Linked DNA regions of Strix aluco: region 2 is linked to region 1. Evidence: chromatin contacts called from public Hi-C data. All regions are on one chromosome and are shown on one strand. Each heading gives the region's core, a stretch centred on a gene start, on an enhancer-like site or on the middle of the called end of the contact. The rest is flanking DNA. Distances are from core to core; before and after follow the strand shown. Region 1 holds the start of PPP2R5C (protein phosphatase 2 regulatory subunit B'gamma). Region 2 holds the start of ZNF839 (zinc finger protein 839).

What was found. A called contact is a pair of places that touch in the nucleus more often than the background predicts.
Region 2: a contact with region 1 is called in a Hi-C map of brain, with 9 times the contacts expected there. The contact joins the promoter of ZNF839 here to the promoter of PPP2R5C in region 1. A contact is called at or near these places in 2 of 2 Hi-C or Micro-C datasets (brain and heart).

The regions. Positions count from the first base shown.
Region 1 is chr4:119,255,569-119,259,257 of bStrAlu1.hap1, forward strand. It overlaps PPP2R5C (protein phosphatase 2 regulatory subunit B'gamma), which reads left to right and starts at 1,711. Exons shown (of 15, transcript XM_074825121.1): 1 at 1,711-1,833; 2 at 3,472-3,537. The coding sequence starts at 1,807.
Region 2 is chr4:119,516,171-119,519,859 of bStrAlu1.hap1, forward strand. It overlaps ZNF839 (zinc finger protein 839), which reads left to right and starts at 2,113. Exons shown (of 8, transcript XM_074825143.1): 1 at 2,113-2,927. The coding sequence starts at 2,205. It overlaps TRNAI-AAU (transfer RNA isoleucine (anticodon AAU)), which reads left to right and starts at 1,510; the gene lies at 1,510-1,583. MOK (MOK protein kinase) reads right to left here and starts at 514. Exons shown (of 12, transcript XM_074825136.1): 1 at 108-514. The coding sequence starts at 114.

The DNA.
Region 1 (3,689 bases), core at 461-2,960:
CAACAGCTGGGAATTAAGAGTAGTTTAAGCTTCTATGAAACTGAAACCTAACAAGAACTGAAAGCTCTTGAGTTTATCCTCAGCTGTACAAACCCTTTCATACACTGATCAAACTCCACACTACAGATGGAGGTAGATTTCTTTCCCTTACTCTCTCTTAGTTTGTTCAAAATCCATGTTGTTCTGTTGGTCAGAAGTCTCATTTATTAGTAGTAACTCATTTATGACTGGCTCTTCACAGAAGCACAGTAGTGATAACTGCACCTCATTTCTAAATCCTCAAACCAGAGAAAATTAGGGAAAGGATAAGAGACATAATTTGTTTTCTAGCACTTAAGAAGCAGGAAAGGGACTGAAACAAGAGGAAGCAGCTCTCCATAGTAGGTAGACTTCTTTGCAGTGTCTGAAAAAGGGAAAGTTTCTTTGTCCTTTCTCCACAGCAAAAGCGAAATGTTCAAATATAATGTTGCAAGCTGCTGTTAGGTATCATCACATCAGACACAAGTGGTTTATGAGAAATCCTGGTTCCTAAAAATGAGAGCACAGATGCTTGCTCACGCTGGCTTTGATACTCACAGGCTGGGTAAGGCAAGAGATCAATTTCACTTTTATGGTGGTATTTTTTTCTGTATTCTGTATATTTTTCTGTATTTAATACAATAATACAGAATGCTAATACAATTAGTATTTAATAAGCACATCCAACCTAAATTTTAAATGCTTTATGTCTTGGCATTATTATGAGTATTAATATTTCCTGGGCTTCTTCCTTAGCTAACAGTAATTTGGAGCTTAATCCAGCCATGTGAGAAACAGAGTATGTAAATTTTCCAGATGAAGTAGGTGAACCTTTCTTCTTTTGCCCAAGCAGATTGTTCTGATTTTTATATTCTGGCTTTGAGAGATTGAAAAGAGACTTGTTTGGAAAAAAGTATCTCTGGTACAGGTGGGCATCACAAAACCAAACACATCTGCACCTAAAAACAAGTAAGGGATACTTTTATAAAATCAGACTGTAACTATGTGAAGCTCACCTTTTCTTTATCCATACACTGCACGCATATATTAAAGTCCTCAAACTGATGATGACCACACTGGATTTGTATGAGAGGGCCAGCATGCTTCAGATATGCCCTATATTTTATTTTTTGATTCCTTAAACATTTGCCGCTCTCCAGCGACAGGCTCCCGGACCCCACACAGCGGTCCCACCTCTCCCTACATCCACAACAGCGGAGCCCATACCCCTCACGCAAGCGCGGGCTCCGGTAGGCAACTCGGGCTTGGGGCTGCAGGGACCTCTCACATCCCACAGGGCGCCACCGGCTGAGGGAGAGCCCGCCGGAGGCCCAGAGCGCTGAGGACACCTCAGTCCGCCCCACCGCTTCCCCTCAAATAGGCGGCGGGCGTTGGGCGCGGGGGCGGAACAGCTCAGCCTGCGGGGCCCACCCCGAGGCGTAGCCGGAGCCCCGGGGTCCGCCCCACAGCCCAAGGGGAACGGGGAGAGTCCCGGGGCCGGGGCCGCCACCGCTCGGGAGCACGACAGTAGGGCTGAGGGGCGGGAAACCGCCGCGAGCCCCGCCTACAAGGTGACGTAACGGAACGGCGGTCACGTGACGCGGGTAGCCAATGGGGAGGCAGCGGCCCGCTCTCCGCGGGCGGGGGGCGGAGGAGGAAGGGGGGAGGGCTGAGGCCGCCGCCGAGGACGGGGGGAGCGGCAGCGCCAGCGCCAGCGCGGGGCGGGCGCAGCGCGGAGCGGGGCCGCCGGGGGCTGCGCCTCTGCGGACCGCGGCGCGTGGGGCGGCCATGCCGAATAAAAACAAGAAGGAGAAAGTGAGTCGGTGGAGTCGTGGGGGGGAGCCCGCGCCCCGTGGGGAGGCTGTGGGGCGCAGGCCCCGCGGGGAGGAGGGGCCTGGGGCAGAACGCGGTGGGGGGCGGCAGCGGCGAGCGGAGCCTGACGCCGAGGTGGCTGGCGGGGCGCTCCCCGCCGCTGGGGAGAGGCGGGCGAGGGGTAGCCCCCTTCCCTCTCCGCTGTATGCTGGCCCCATTCCTTCCCCCGGGAGCCGGGGACTGGGGAGGGGGCAGCTCCCGGTGGGGCCTAGTCCGGGGGGGGGTCCTGGTATCGTCTCGCCGGGCCCCGGGGGTCCGCCCCGCCGAAGCGGGGGCGCGGAGCCCGCGGTGGGCGGGCGCGGAGTTGGGGGCAGCCGGAGGGAGGGAGGGAGGGAGGCCGTGGTTTTGGCGTGCGGGGGAGTGCTGGAGGGAGGGGATGGGAAACGTGTCCTCAGCCGTGCCTGGCGGAAGGGTGAGCTGGGAGGGGGTGTCTCTTCGGGGCCGGCCCGGGTGTGTTGGGGGAGCAGGAAGGGGTGTTTTTCATGGCGGCACGGCAGGGCTGGGGAGGGATCAGTCCTTGCCCGGGAAGGTCCCTGTCCCGGGAAGTTTCCCTGCTGCGTGGCTCTGGCTACAGTTGAAGTTGTGCTTGGGGGTTTCACCATAAGCACTCAAGGAGCACTAGTCGCCACTCGAAATATTTTCACCCCCTTTTCCTGACAGTGGAAGAGAATCTAGCTTTGGCCCCGCTTTGCATCGGTTTTCCATGGCACTCCTGGGAGTGATTTGTCTGGCAGCCACGAAGGGGTCTTGCACAAGTAATGGGCGCAGAAAACTTATAAATCCAACAGAAAGTTAACTGGATTGCACTTTATTTTATGTGATAAGCAATTAGCCATATGAGTGGAAGTCAGAAACAGTGAAATATACAGTCTGCCTCATCCAGCTGCTATCCCTCTAGACCTTTTCGGTTTGGTTGACTTCTTGTTTTTAGCTTTTCAACATAGTTTTAAAATTAGATGTAGGGAGATTGGATGTTGTGGTTTGTGGGGTTTTGTTTGTTTTAACTTTTTCCCAATAGCCTTGCCACCTTTGGTATTAAAAACATTCAAACTTTTCTTTACTTTTCTGAGAATAACAAATCTCAAAAATATGTTAAGTACAATGCTGGGAGGGAGAAATCTGACTTGTGGGCCTGCTTCTAATACTAGACTTTGTAGACCCTAGAACAGACAAAATAACGAGGTGTAAAATGCATACTGCACTGATACTAGTCTCAAAGCTAAACTAACTATAAATATTCCTGAAGCTAAAAACCGAAGATTGCAAGGGTAAGTTCTTAGACATGGTTCAAATCACTTACATTCTTTGTCCCGGCCGGCTTGCCTACATGAAAGCTTATCTTGATATACTTTATGGGTGAATTTTGAGGCATAAATAAAATTCCAAAACCTTTCTGCAGATGAAAAATGTTTAAATCAGCTTTGTAGAGACTCATAGTTCAGTATTAAGATTTTCCAATAAAACAGTATCATTTTTGTCCTGTCAATATTCTTAGTGTCAAAAACCCCCTAATTTCTTGACTTGAAAATCTATCTAGGTCTCTTTTCAAAGTAACTGAGACTGCAAACTTTTTTTTTTAAGGAACCTGCAAAATCAGTCAAGAGTGGAAAAAGTGGCAAAGATGGACAAGATAACCAAGAACATGAGGTAAATATTACTAAAATATGTATTTTTTTCACAGGCAAATGACTACTAAAGAGTGTTTTAGTTTTTCTAGATTGTTACAATTTTGACGTGACATGTGGCTTTGAGGGAAAGTGGCTGTGGAACTACTGCCCTGGTATTTGACAAAAAATGTT
Region 2 (3,689 bases), core at 863-3,362, 260 kb after region 1:
CCGGCCTCCTCAGAGGCGCCGGGGCCCACGCCACCCCTCAGAAAGGGCCCTCTGCCCGCGGCCTCCACACAGAACAGGGCCCGCTCCTTTCCCCCACACCCCCTTACTGTTCATCCTGCGCTCGCCTGCAGGTCTCGGGGTGAGCGAGAGAGCGGCCGGGCCCCCTCCGGGCACCTCCCGGCCCAGCCCTCAGCGCGCCATGTTGTATTCCCGTCACCCTGGCAACCGCGCAGACTCCAGCTCCCCTCCAGCCCCGCCCCCATCACGCACGTCACGTCCCTTCACGCCCACGCGCCGGGCCCCGCAGGCGCAGTGCAGCCGCGGGGCGGGGTAGGGCGCACGCGCAGTGGGCACACGCAGGGCCGGCCGCCTTCCTTGCTCTCCTCTTGTGCGCTGGGAGCACTGCGCATGCGCCGCGCCCCTCGGCGCGGGGGGGCCGTTCCGCGGCACTGCCCGCTGAGGCGGAGGGCGGGTGAAGGGGCGGAGGGGTTGCGAGGCGGCCTGGCGCGTTCGCCCTTCGTACCTCCGCGCGTGGCTTGGTTTGTGCGGAGCGATTCTTCCTGCCTTCCCTCAGACGGTGGCGTTGAGCCTGGGGTTGGTGGGGGGTTGATGCGTGCGCCCCTCGGTCCAAGCCGATGAGCGCTCCGTCAGTCCGGCAGCGGCACCGGTGGCCTTGGCTTGTGTCCGCCGCTTGGACGCAGGCGGCCGGTGCGGGCGCTTGGTCTGGGCTGCGCTCCGGCGGGCTCGAGTTCATCTGTGGTGATCTCCTGGTCCCTGGTGGTTTCCGTGTGCCACTGCAGGCGTGAGCTCGGCGGGCTCCACGTCGGGCTGTAGAGAGCGCCGCGCGCGTCTGCAGCTCCCAACTTGCAGGAGGAGGAAATGGAGAGACGAAGACCTGGGCCACGGCCTCGCTCCCCGTTGACCCTGTTCTCCTCACCGAGCGGTAGTGAGCCGGCCTCCGAAAACCTGCCTTTTGGAGAGGTGTCCTCACCCTCGCTTCATAGTGTTTGCCTTTTGCTAAACGGACGTAATGTGTTTTAACGTAGGCTTCAAAGCTGGGAAGAAAAGTTGTCTTTTAAATGCGGTGCGTGTAGTAAAAAGCAAAATACTAGGAAAGGGTGAATCATCCGTCCATGCAAACCCGGATCCTAACAGCGCATTAAACAGCCAGAAGAGTAAATGCTTTGAAATAAATGCCCAAAATCAGCATTTTGTTTCATTAAATGAAACTTGAATTATATCCTAGAAAACCTGGGGAAGTCAGCCTGCTGACTTCGAGGTGAAGTCACCCCACGAACGTGTCCCGTGTTGGTTGTTACCCCCCCGGCGCCACATCTCTGCAGGCGGGCAGAGCGCTTTCGGGGTGCGCTGATCGGTCGAGCCTCTGTTCCCACTTGTGCGGACCAGACCGCGCCGCTCCCGAGGGGCTCCCCCGCTCCGCGTATTCCCCTCTTTCCGCCAGTCCCATCGGACCGTTATAGAACCCCATAGGAAAAAGCTTCGCCAGCGGGCCGGTTAGCTCAGTTGGTTAGAGCGTGGTGCTAATAACGCCAAGGTCGCGGGTTCGATCCCCGTACGGGCCACACAAGTCTTTTTCTTCTTCCGTGCTGCCGGGTTTGTCCCAGCGGCTCCCGGGCCGCGCGGCGCTGCCGCTGCGCAAGGACGCGGCGGGGTGGGGGGCGCTCCGCGAGCGCGGCCGCAGCCCGGGCCCGCCCCCGCGGCGTGGCCGTCCCTGGCCCTGCGAGGGCGGCTGCCACGCCGGCGGGGCTGCGGCGTGCGCGGGTCACCCCTGCGGGCACCTTTTCTTGCGTGGGGGTGCTGCTTCACGCGTGGCACACGCTCGCGCGCACCTTGCTGCTCGGCCTCGCGCCCCGCGGGCGGGTGAAGTCCCCCCCCAGGGAGCGAGGCGCGCCGCGGAGCCCGGGCTTTTCCCCGAGAGAGGGACCCCCCTCGCGTGAGCTCCCTCCACCCGGTGGATGCCGCGCGTGGGTCCCGGGGCCGCGCGCTCCGGCCGCCGCACCGCCGCAGCTTTTTGCCCCCGCGCGGCCGCCGTCGGTGCTGGGCGGCCCCGCCCCAGGGGCGCGGCGGGCCGCTGCCGGGGGCGCCATTGGCCCGCGTGCCGCCGGTGCCCCTCGCTTCGCCCCGCGCCTCCGAGACCTCCCGGGGGGGGCCGATGCGGCTCCCGCCTGCTGACGCCTGCCAAGATGGCGGCTCCTGAGGAGGGGGGCGCCGAGGCGCCGCCGCCCCCTCCTCCCGCTGAAGACGAGCCCCCCGGAGGGGCGGCTGCCGCCGCCTGCGGGGTTCCCCTCAGCGTGGCGGCGGGCAGGGCCGCCCCGGCGGCGGCGAAAGGCGGGGGCGCGGTGGGGCCCGCCGACCCGCCGCCCCCCGCGGAGGGCCCGGAGCTGCTGGCGGTGACGGAGGAGCTGGTGCAGAGCCTGGCCGCCCTGGAAACCGGTGCGGCGGCGGCCGGCACCGTCCTCTACCTGCAGGCGGACGGGAGCCTGGTGGAGGGCGCGGGGCTGAGCGCCGAGGAGCAGCGGCGGCTGCTGGAGCAGCTGCTGGTCGCCGCCGAGAGCCCGGGGCTGGGCACGGCGGAGCCGCCGCCCCCGCCGCCTCGGCACGCCGCCACGCCGCTGGCCCCCGCGGAGCTGCAGCGGGTCATCGAGCAAGTGAGCAAGGCCCAGGAGCAGCAGAAGCCGCCGCCGGCAGCCGCCCCGCTGGAGCCCTGCCCGGGGCCGCCGCCCTCCCGCGGCGGGGGGTGTCCGCCGCCCCGGGACGCTGGCCCGCTGCCGCCGCAGGCCTGTGGGGCCGCCCCGCCGCTGGCCAGCATCATGCACAACGCCGCCCAGCAGCTGCAGAGCGTGGCCCAGCAGGTCGCCATGCAGCAGGGCAAAGCCATGGCGGCCGCCCGGCTCCTCCCGCAGAAGGTAACCGAGGCGGGGGCTGGGGAGGGAGGGAGCCTGCGGCGCCCGCTTGGTGATGAAATCCACCGCCGCGGGCAGGTCTCGGGGGGTGTGTGTGTAATTTTTTAAATCTTGGGTTTTTGCCTTCTTTCTCAGTCACACCTGCCCTTGGGGTGTAGACTTGAGTCTCGCAGCTGGAAGAACTTTCAGCGTGGTTTAGAAGAATCCGCGTTTGAACGTAGATACTAGCTGCTGCGGTCAGTATGTCGGTCTGACTACACGTGCCGCTAAAACAGCTTGGAAGAGCTGTTTCGTAGTGGTTTAGTGGTGATGCACGGGTAGATAATGCGTGCCTCTCTTAAAGAAGGTGACAGTACCGGTGCTTTCGGCCCATGTTCTGGGGTGCAGGGGTTGTCAAACGATTGGTTTGAGCTGAGGCAGAAGTTTGGGTGAGGAGACTGTGAGGGAGGTGAACAGTAACACATACCTCCTCTTAATCATCATCACAAAGTTCTTTTTGAACAGAGCACTTACGACAGTATGTCCTGGATCTGGTATTCGGCCTGTGTCATTTAGCAGTTCTCCTGCGTTTGGTTTGCTGAAGGTTATGAATCTGCCTGGGTGACGGCATTGACCCTGCTATTCCTGCTAGGGCTGCTAGCAGGAAACAGGGCTGCGACATGGCCTAAGAGCAGACTTCACATGCTTTAGTTGAACAGCAGTCACATCAGTAAATGTGCAGGAAAGCCCGTAGCTGTAAGGAAGGGCATCTGTGCTTTGATGTTA